Regions from separate parts of the Mus musculus genome. Here region 2 is linked to region 1. A link is a contact called in public Hi-C data. All regions are on one chromosome and are shown on one strand. The core of a region is the stretch at or near the end of the contact, and the rest is flanking DNA. Distances in the headings are between cores, read along the strand shown.

Evidence for each region. A called contact is a pair of places that touch in the nucleus more often than the background predicts.
Region 2: a contact with region 1 is called in a Hi-C map of uterus, with 6 times the contacts expected there. The contact joins two enhancer-like sites. A contact is called at or near these places in 2 of 484 Hi-C or Micro-C datasets (both in uterus).

The regions. Positions count from the first base shown.
Region 1 is chr15:63,118,781-63,124,590 of GRCm38.p6, forward strand. All of the region lies in intron 3 of Gm30159 (a long non-coding RNA gene), which reads right to left. Among named protein-coding and RNA genes, the nearest start is that of Gm30159, 24 kb to the right of the region's middle. Within about 2 kb of position 2,666, at least 3 of the 459 cell types and tissues checked have an H3K27ac peak or open chromatin away from gene starts, as enhancers often do. A contact at or near this core is called in uterus, where this site is marked.
Region 2 is chr15:63,529,603-63,535,412 of GRCm38.p6, forward strand. No RefSeq gene overlaps it. Among named protein-coding and RNA genes, the nearest start is that of Gm25702, 51 kb to the left of the region's middle. Within about 2 kb of position 3,234, at least 28 of the 459 cell types and tissues checked have an H3K27ac peak or open chromatin away from gene starts, as enhancers often do. A contact at or near this core is called in uterus, where this site is marked.

The DNA of each region.
Region 1 (5,810 bases), core at 1,416-3,915:
TCCTTTCCACCTCCTCTTTCCACTTCCATAGGGTTCCTTGAGCTCTGAGAGTTGGGATTTGATGGAGACATGTCACTTAGAGCTAGGTATCCCAAAGTCTCTTTTAGACATATACCACCACACACAGTTTATGCAAAGTTGGGGACGATTCCTGCATACTAGTCACGCACAGTGCTGAGTAAGCTATGCCCCTCTGCACATTTTTCATGCATACAAATTAAATTTTAGTGAAGATATTTGAGTAAAAGGTACATTAGTAGTTTCATATTCTTCTCATTCTATGCCTAGTCTAATAAAAATAAACCTAAACAAGTTAGAAATTATTCCTCTTTTTTATACTTTAACCACCCAACAGTAATTTTCTTTCTTCTGAAAATTTTGGCATTCTGCCATTAATTGTATGATTTCTGCCCCCAAATATTATGCTAACATATATTTTGTACTTGAAAAGGTAATGTAAAATAAAATGAATTTTAAGAGTTATATGACACATCAGAGAAAACCCGAGCCAACCATACTTCCCTGAGCACAACGGTAGACTATAGGCATACTCATCAAACCCTGCTTGTTTTTGTTTTCTAGTCAAGTTCTAGTTTAATAAGAAGAAAATGTGAAGTTGTAAAACAGCATCTCTCTCTCTCTCTCTCTCTCTCTCTCTCTCTCTCTCTCTCTCACACACACACACACACACACACACACACACACACACACACACCCCTCAGTAAAGAATCATTGTTGACCTTTCTTTAGTCCACAGTACATGCATCTACCTAGACTTTTAGTTTGAAGTGTTAAACATTAGAGTCAGTATTTAAGAGATTTAAAACCTCAGCAGCAAATACAACTTCAAAGTCTCTTCTTTTGTCACATGTGCTTGTTGGTATCAGATTTTCCTATTAGCACCTTCTTTAAATTTCTTCTTTACACAACACCCCCCCCCCAAAAACAAAACAAAACAAAAAAAGTATAACAGATACCATGGCTGTATGTACTACCAGCCATGTACATTTGGTTCAGAAAGACTGTGGCATGGAGCAGAATAGTTGTGGCTCAAAACCCTCTCTTGTGTATATTTGGAATGAGATCCTGGAGAGAAGAAATGTACTGAGGCCTCTTAGAGGCAACATGTTGAAGATTTAAGACTTTCATGAACAAAAGTTTAAAAACCATGGAGTCAGGTGAACTGTATTGTAAATGGAACTGATGTTTTCAGCTTACTTTCCAAATGTTTGCAGCTGGTATTAACAAAAATTGAGAATTGAGAACAGTGGTGACAGATGTTCATCCAGCAAGAGGTATAGTCAGGAGGACTAAAAACGCAAAGTCAGCATGGACTACATATCTCAAAAACTAACAGATGGGAACTCAGTAAACCTTTCCTTGCTTACCTAATTTTGGATCCCTGGCACCCATATAACAATAAAAGTTGTATGTGGCTGTGTGTGCATCTAATTCCAATGCTTGGAAGGTAGAGACAGGAAAACCCCTGTGGCATACTGGTCAGCCCGTCTAACCAAGTAGAGACCTTCAAGTTTAATGAGAGAGCATGTCTCTAAAACAAGAAGATGTAAACCTCAAATTCTCATTCACAGTTCTGCATCTCATGATCAGTATTTGGCATCAGCTGGATAAATAAAATGATCAGAATTTGTGACTTGAGGATGATGTAGTTAAGTCAGAAGACAGTTTTTGCTGTCTATAACTTGCTTTGGAAAATAATTTAGGCTGTTATTAAGTTGGGAGTATAAATCTGGGAATGAACTTTCTTTTGTAAGTGCAAGACAAAGCAACCCAACAAAAGGAAAAGAGCCCTAAGAGTGGGAAAAAGAATGTAAGGCCCACTTCCACTTGTTCATTACGTTCATTACATAGAGATCTTATAACCACCTACTCCTACTTCCCATTGCCTTTGGATTTTTGTACTGGTCATTACCATTTTTATACCATGGTATAAATTTGCCTTAAATAGTCATTAGTAAATCAAATATTTTGGAGGAAACTATATTTTTAACTCAAATCTTTGCTACTTCAACTAACCCTTCATTCCATCTTGAAGATGCAAATTTCTATCTGTATTCTTCTCCTCTGGCAGAAATATTTTCATTCTTTCTATAATACAGGTTTTCTGGGGACAAACTCCTGTAGTTTCTGTTTACTTAATGTTGCTTTCTTCAAGTTTCCTGGTTCTAGATGAGCAATATTCCTTCACACAAATTATAGTTTTTCTATATGCCATGTTTTGTAAAGCCTCATTTTTTCTCTTTGCATACTTTCCAGTACTTCTGTCTATATGGAGATGATGTAACCAGATATGAGCAGCCCATGATGACCAGGTGGAAAGTAAAAAGTCGTTTAACTCATAAACTAAAAGCAGACGTAAGTTCTTGGGTGGGAGGGAAAAGGCAGAAGTTGAGTTTGCTTCCCTGGCGATATAGACCCCCTGACAGTGTGTGAAGCAATACTTCCCACTCTTATGGGAAAGGAGATCTGTCCACATGGGGTAGCGACTTTGATTTCCAGCTTGTTTGTTGTTGTTCGCTATCTGTGCCAAATAATTGTATCACTGATATAAACCTTTAACCTTGGATCTCATTCTAGATCTAACCTCTATTCATGTGGACAAGCCTCACTATCCCATTACTCCAAGACCAGGAATTCCTACAGGCACATCTGGGTGTTTCTAAGAGCTCTCTGGTAAGTGTTCTTCCCTTCCTGCACTCCCATGAATCCAAATCTACAGAAGACTCAAGAGGAAAAAAAAAAAAAAAAAAGAACCCCTTGTGTCTTCTTGGCTCTTCTTACAAATATACTTTGCTGCACTGGGATTCTTAGCAAATGAAAGAAAGTGGAGATTTTCATCTTCAAGCCAAATATGAAATTAAGTCCCCTTTTGCTGCACTTCCAGATGATACTGTTATTGAAATTAAAGGGTCTGTCAGACGAAGCCTTCCCAGATGCACTTGTGGGTTTTTTCTCCCCTCAGTGAAGTACAGTCTGTCCCTACATTTTATTTTTTAAAATCGCTAAAGATGTGCTCCTCTTGTAAACAGACTCTGTAGCCTTAGTAACAGGAATCACAGTGACCCAGACAGTGATGAGCTTGGAGCATGGGATCTTTGTAATCAGGAGGGAATCTATACTTTTGTTTTGTTCTGTTTTTGTTCTTCTCTCTTTGTTTATTCTGTTTTGCTTTTGGTTAGGGTTGATTTATACAAGAACTTTGGGTTCACTTTAGAAAAACATGGATTAGTAGAACTATGAATTATTCTTGATAGGTAAAAATCAGATGAGATAAAAGTGTAGAGGTTTTCCTCATTTATGAGCTCCTCTCATTTTCTGATGTAACTGAAACTCAGGAAGCTAGGATGAGTAGGCCAAGTGTTGGGGAGTGGAAATTCAAAAAGGGGTTGTTTGTTGAGGATTTGATAACAGCCAAGAACTTCATAGAAACTATAACTTAATCCAAATGACTTTAGGGATAGTTAGATTTGTATTTGCTTTATAAATGAAATTAGGGCTCAGAGATGCTATGGTCACCATACTTGCACAGACTGCACATATTTAGAGCCTGAAAAGTGTTTATGATGTGGAGGGCAAGTCACATGCAAATCTCTGTCACTTGAAAGCTCCTAATTTGGTTTAGGTTTTTAATTGGCTCCGATTGTCTGAGAGATCTGAAGTGGGAAAATGAATACATGTGTTTAAGGACTATGATTTCAGCAATTAGTACAGTGTTTACATTTAATAGCTATTTATAAACATTTCATGAAACTATGCTTTAGATTATTGGAGTTTTATTATAATAACCCAGTCATGCCAATAAATATGATTCTTATAGAAAGAAGAGATCACTGTTTGTATATATTCTGCCCTCAAGGAAAATAGAAGACATCCTGCATCAAGTTAAGTTATTAGACAGGGAAAATAAGTGAAGTCTCAGCAACTATAACAAACTTGGGCCATAGTCAAGTTGAAAGCAGACATGAATGGGTGGAAGATCATCCAGTTAATGCCAAAGATGAACAGGAAGAATATGCTCATGCCGTTATAAACATTGCACACATGCTGGGTTGAACCTGTATTAATTACCATGACAAAATAACAAAGATGTGTAACTTAAGAGAGAGCTTATTAAGACTTATAATTTAAGGGTACAGTCTATAACTGAGGAGAAAGAATAAATAAGGAACATTTTGCAGCCAATTATGCTGTGTGGACAGTCAGAAAGTAGAGAAGGTCAGGGTTCCACAGACTTTCCCCTTTTACTCACTCCTGGATCCTATGCCATTAAATGGTGTCACCCATATACTGGGTCAACGTTGTTTCTCTGTAAACCTTTCAGGACCTTCATGTGACCTTTCCCCCATGGTCACATGAAGTGGTCTGTTCCCATAGTGATTCTGAATCCAGTAAAGTTGACAATTAAGTAGAGTGCTGCAAATGATTTTCTCAGAAAAGTTCTACATGAAACCAAACCGAAAGAGAAAGCAGCAAAAGGCAAGCAGGAAATAGTTGCACATAGGAATTCACAGCGATTGAGATAGCATGCACAAGACACATGGAAGCTCAAGACAGTCACAATTCCAGCATGCCTGGTGAGTTTTGGATGCCTTCCCCCAAGCCACTGGGCCATCTCTACTCATAGGCTTAGGTCTAATTGAGAGGCTCATGCAGCAGCTGTCCCTCCTCTAGCTTCAGTCACATAGTTCCTGTACCAGCTTAGTCTAATACAGGATAGACTCATACACCACACACACAAACATAGATAGGTATTCACATGACCAGCTAACATGGCCAAACACAAACTACATAAAAGGACAAGCATGCATGTCCTCTTTGAGTCCAATTAGTCCTTTAGAAACGTTCTCCAGTGAAAATTACCTAGGTGAACCCCATGACAGAGAATTTAAAAGAGTATTCATGAAATTTACCAAAGAATTTGAATATTCTAAAGATAACTTGAGAAAACAGCTTAATGAACTTAAAATGGATACAAATAAATGTCTGAATTTCTTGTTTTAAATATATTATTTTTTATTTGTCTATTTATTTATTTACTGATATCAGCTCTCCTCTTCCAAATATGCCCTCATGCAGATCCTCCCCCCATTCTTCCCTCCTTGACTCCTCACACACTATACCTCCCTACTCGCCTCCCCAGCACATCAAGTAACTACAGTACTAGGCACATTCAGTCCCATTAAGGCCAGACAAGGTGGTCAAGTTAGAGGAAATGGGAACTGCAGCCAGGCAGGCAATGGATTCAGGGATAGCCCCCACTCAAGTTGTTAAGGGACCTGCCTGAAGACCAAGCTGTACACCTGTTACATATGTACAGGGGCCTAGGTCCAGCCTATGTTTGTTCTTTGCTTTATGGATAGTTCAGTCTCTGAGGGTCCAGATGCCTGAATCTTCTTCAAGAAAACAGAAATAGGTGGCTAAATGAAATGATGAAGACAATTCAAGATTTGAAAACTGAATTTAAGGATGATATAGAAATATTGAAGAGAATTCAAGCTGAGTTCATTTCATCTCTGAAATGAAGATGAAATTGAAAAACCCAGTAACTCAATTAAAATGCAGAAAAGACATCTTTCAGTAGGAAAAATAAGAATATAGAATAACAATACTTAAAGTACAGAAGTAGGGATAGTCCAAAGTATGAAAAGAAAGATTAAATGAAGAACTGTGGGATACCACAAATGGAGTAATCTTTGGTTATAGACAGAGATGAAAGAGAATAATGCTGGGTTAATGGTACAGACCAGATAATCAAGAATATAATAGAATAAAACTTCAAGTTAATAAAA
Region 2 (5,810 bases), core at 1,984-4,483, 410 kb after region 1:
AGAACTAAAAGGTAATAATGAAGAAAAGACTTTCAGTTCAAGGACCATTCTATCTCTGTGAGACCATTGAAAGTCTAAAATGTTTCCCAGCAAGATCCATTTGCTCAGCTATTAATATACTTTATTATTTTTCCACTATGGCAAGAGTCTCGCATTCCTCTAGCTGGTATTTCTCTTAGGTGGAAAAAAGAAGTCATTATCATTTTAGCCATCAAAAAAATACGCTTTTCCTAAGATGAGCATCTTTAAAAGGAAAGCAAAAGGAGGCTTAGCTGAATGAAAAAAAAAAATCTAAATGAAATATTTGAGTTAAATCAGAGGCCTTTTGTCATACCTTTAAAACTGAATTAAAATCATAAAAGACAAATTTATAAACTCCCCCTACCAACTGATGCTGAATAAGAGAAATATATGAAGTACTTGGTGTGGGGGGGGGGGGGCTTTGTTTATTTTTAAAGCTTCATTTTGACATAGAAATGAAGATCTCAAATCTTATTATAATGAGGACTTTAAAAAGTCTTCCTAGACAAGATGAGCAAAAAGGTTCAGTTAAGTGGCATGTACATACACACACTCACATTCACACACACTCAACACCCAACAGCTGTCGACACTCAACAGGAGGTAAATCATATCTAGTACTGGTAACCTAGCCAGCTTCCCAGGGCAAGTGAGATCATGTACTTCTGAAAAGAATCAGCTTCTGCCACCATGATATGCACTCCAAGTCTTGTCCTTATACCCAAAGATAAGCATAGCTACCATCCCTCATTCAAAGAAACTTGTCTTGACAGAAAATGAAGGCCATCCCAGGGAACCACAACTGGAAACAATGTAGAGCTCAACTAATGGTGAAGAACTCAGTCCGAATGGGTAAAGCTACATCACAGCTCCAGTGTTCATGGAACATTACAGAAGACTGTTAGAGCCAGAATACCAGGAAGTCTGCTGTAAAATAGTCTCTCCTAGAAATAGCTGCATAAAGAAGAAAGGAACAGTAGTAATATCAGTGGAAATCATAACAGGGGAAGGAAATTTTTTTGCAGAATCACACCCCTAGACAAAGGAATACAAGGAACTAATTAGCCTCTTCTAGGGACAAGCTCCCTTATTGGTTGTCTGACACAGAGCAGTCATCCCTAAGGCCATATACACACAAACAACAAAAATGGGCTTTGTGGATTGTATTTAAATGTATTTATGAATATACACACACATAAATATGTATGTATATGAGAATAATAAAAGAACCAATCAACCTGAGTTGGGTGATGTGGAGAGGTTCAAAGGAGGGTATCTGGTAGGGGCAGGTGGGAAAAAAAATGAAGGGAAAAGGTAATGTAGTTTATCTCAGTTAAAAACATTTAAGAAACCAAAAACTGAAAAAAATAAATCTTCCTAGCACACAATATCTCAAATGGATTCTTGTAGCTGCTCTCACTTTTCTGGGATGCAAACTCAGCAGAATCACTACCAACTCCACAGAGCCTAGAAGTTTATAGTAATAGATCCTCCAGTTGAATGAATAATAAATGATTTCCTTTCTCTTAAAGGCTTCTCTGCCCTCTGCCTCTCCTCATACATCCAAGATGTTTTCAGCAATAGTAGGGTGGGTGTGGTTGTTGCCAGCACAGTTAGGAAATTCTCTCCAGATAGATGTGACCTGATATATGGTTATCAGTCTCTCCAGGTTCCCATGGTGGAGAGAGCACTTAGGAGATGTTGGTGGGTATCCTGATGAGACATAAGGCCTTTCTAGCTCTAAATCATAAGGAGGATCACTGGAAATCTGAGATTGGAAGGGTGAAAGGTAGGACAGCAGGAGAGGTAGAAGAGAGTAGGGAGAAACTACACCACCATTTCCCCTTGTCCCCAACTAAAAGACCTAAGTACATGTCACTGTTGCCGTTTATTGCCCTTACCAAGAGCAGTTCAAGTTTGTTTTTTAAGACTTGCTGTCACCTAGAGAGAGAGAGAAAGAGAGAGAGAGATTGAGAGAGAGAGAGAGAGAGAGAGAGAGAGAGAGAGATCTGCACATTCCTGCTGCATTGGACACCCCTCAGAGCTTTACTAATGGACCAAACCCCAGGGCAAACTAGGATTCTCCATGGTCAGCCACTACTACTACTTCATCCCCAAAGAGGACCCTTGACATGAATGACGCAGGCTCTTCTCAAAGTCAGGCAGACTCAGCTTGTCAAAGTCCCAAGTGTCCCTCACAAGACTTATTTGCCCTTTCCCTGACCCCCTGGACTGCATTTGCCCTTTGATACTTGGCCTTGGCTGGGTCTTCAACTGGGTTATGTGTCAGGGCATCCTGACCTAGTAGTCACCATAGCATCCCAAGAACTCTGCCTGACCCATCTGGGAGCATCTGGGGCCATGAGCTTTTAACTGAGTGTCCACGAGCCAGAGGAGACACCTAACTCACAAGCAAAACTGCAGGTACAAAAGAAGGGCATGGCCCCAACCCTAACACCCTGGAGACACTCAGCTTCCATATACACCTTTACCTGGCTCCCAAAGAAACCTCACCCTTGAGATCAGGGAGAAGATTATTGATAAGTGTAGTATGTGTAAATTAGGCAGAAGTAAAACAAATTGGTAGCAGGAAAATAGAATGTTTATTTAAAGAAAAAAAAAAGGCAGAAAGGAAGACTGTGTAGCCTCTGAGTTTAACCAGATGATTCTAATTCCAACTCTGCTATCTCTGTCTCCATCTTTTTTCAGCAGCGGCTTCCCAGAGCACAGTATCCAACTCCTTGCTCCCTTCCTTCCCCCACAGTTTACACCCTTCCACTGCCAAGTTGCATCCCTCTGCCAAGCAGCACGCCCAGCATAAGCTCTTTACAGGAAAACTCCATGCAGGTCCAGTCCTTGGGAGCTCTTACTGATCATAAGGACTGTTAGCAGGCAAAGGCGCGTGCCCAATTAAAAGATGGCTTTCGTTCCAAGAGGAATACTCTGGCAAAGTCCCAAGCGCTTCGGAAGCCCCTCCCTTCGCTCTCCCACCCCAGCTTTGATGCTCTGATTATCCTATTGTCAGATCAATAGCCCATCTGCTCCTAGGAGTAGTCTAAGCCATCCTGTGTTAAATTAAAACAGATAGGATCAATCCGCGGTTAATTTCTCCCAACCAAACAATTTATCTCTCTTTTGGATGCTCTTGGAGGGTGAATTATATAATCCTGACACACCATTAAGGGCTCTCTGACCAAAGAAAGCCCGCCACAATGCCTGCCTGCTCTCTTTATTAGCGACTCAACAGTGTGACAAAAGCAAAGATTTATCTTAGTGTTATTTAGAACCAGCTTGAACCTTGAAAAGTCTGCCAGGACCCTGCCAGGGGAAAAAGACTCGGGAATATCATTGCATGTTAATTATCATGGAGGAGGAGCTGGATCCAAATTTGATAAGCTGAACATAAGCTCCTATTTCTGAAGACTCAATTGCCCCACTGAAGAGCAATTCTTTTCTGTTTAAGGTAAAACCTAAGACATCTGGTGCAAGAATGTCAAGGGAAACAGGATTTAAGCCCAAGTCGAAACACACTGAGGATGGGGGGGGGGGGAGACTTATTTTAACAATAGACTGTTTTTACTGGTACTTGCATATAATAACCTATTTAATGCTGATTGAAGTAAAATATATACATGGGGAATAAAAGAATAAGTGACCCTTGGAGATGGCATATTAAATGAACACTCCAGATTAATAACCATGAGGCATATGGAGTGAGAATATGAGCAGCAAAGCTGCTGCCCTCAGGTCTCTGTGTTCTGTGCAAACCCACTAGGCGCACATCTACTTATCTCCCTAAACCAGAAGGGCTTGACATTCCCATGACGCACTAAGTCAATGGCTAACACCTGATACAACCAAAAACTAGAAGTTTCTGCTTCGTGGCTTGAGCCAATGTCCAAACACTTGATAGAACAACTATTTTAGTACTGTTTTTGATATGGATTGAGTCCAAGGAATACCTGACTCCTGATCTTACCTTCTTTCCCTATATTGGGTTTCAGACCCAGAAAGGATGCTGAAGTGCCTATTTAACATGTCAAAGAGGACCTGGCTCCAGGTTCTCCCAGGATTCCTCAGTCCCTACATGTTACAAGCATGTCTGGCATACTGTGAAAACCATCTTTTAATTAAGCACAGTGCCTTTGCCTGTTAACAGTTCCTTCCAGTCCAGGGGCTGGGCTTCCCCTCTCCCAGAAGCTTCTCCTTATATAATCCACACACTGTGGTCTCCCATACGCCTCTGCATTTTCTCTCTCTCCCTGCTTGTACATGCTCTTTCTCGATTTCTCTTGCCCCTCCTTTCTGTCTCCCTTCCCATGGCAACTTCTCTGGCCTTGTTCCTTGGGACCAGTAAATCTGCCCAAGATCTGCCTCCCAATAAACCTGCCTTTATATATTTTAATTTGGCTTGAATTGGCTTGTTTCACTGGTAGAGAATAACTTATCAGTATTTACTTATTTGTTTATGATAGTTTGAGACTAATTTTCACTATGTACTACATACTGAATTCAAACTCATGATCCTTCTGGCTCAGCCTTGCACATGTTGAGATTCAGGGTATATAAGTGCCAGCATCCTCAGCCTAAACTCCTTGAACTCTCTTTTTCTTAATTGAAAATGAAATTTGCATACAATATATTCTGATCATACTTTTCCCTCTCCCAACTCCTTCCAGAACCTTCCATCTTCTAAGCCTCCCGACTCTGTGCCCTTTCTTCTTTTCTCTCCTAAACGTATACTCTTGACTCATTCCTGAAAGGAAAGAGGAACAATGGGAGACAATTTGGAAGATTTAGACAAATCTGGTCCATCGTTTGTACAATAAATCTAGTGCATGGTGGTTCTGCTCTTTGGAAATCATCTCTGCCATGGGGTGAGAGTGATAATAACCAACCAATGCCCACTAGTGACTTGTAATATGTCAGGCACTATTTTAGAACTTCAAACTCCAGTATTTTATAATGGAAAAAAAGGTGACTATAAAACCTGATGAAGACGGTTAGATGGTAGAAGAAAGACTGATGAAGGAAGGTATTCTTGGCCAGATACACACAGAAAGTAAACAACTTTCTCAAACTCTCAAGAGTGGACAGATGAAAGCCAAGATTTAAACTCAAGTCAGAGTCAACACTGATGGTCAGTCAATCTCTATAATATATGCCAGAAAGGAAACTAGAAGTCAAGAATCTTGCTGAGAAAAAAAGTACTAGTGAGCTGTCTTTAGGAGTTGTTCCTAGTGTGACCGTTCCAATCCTGCAGAGCAAAGTATCCCATCTTGCAAGCAAAGTCTCCAAGATACAGGGCTGATACTCAAATTCTTTGGATAGTATAACCAATAGTCATTGACAGTAAACATCTTGCCCTGCCCAGAATCAAGCCTTCTTTATCCTGAATATACCATCCTGACTTCGCTTTAATGAAGCATCCTTTTATAATCTCAGTGTTGTAGCCAAGATATAGCCAATCACAGTGTTTCTTTCCATTCAGTTTAGGACAAGTGCATGATACAAGGACCCCTGGAAATATTTAATATTCACCTGTGCTTCAATCAAATGCACTAGGCTTTTCTGTTTTAAAGAATCTCTTCTTCAGGGAAGGATTTTGTTACAGCAGCAAGAGTTTTGTGAGCTATAAGTATATAATTCATAGATGGGAGAACTAAGAATAGTTAAGACCAATCTACTGTAATCCTGGAGCCAAGCAAAAGCAAGCTGGTAATGAGCATAACTCATGAAACATCACAAGGAATTGTCACCTCATTCTACCCACCTTTAATACAAGAAAA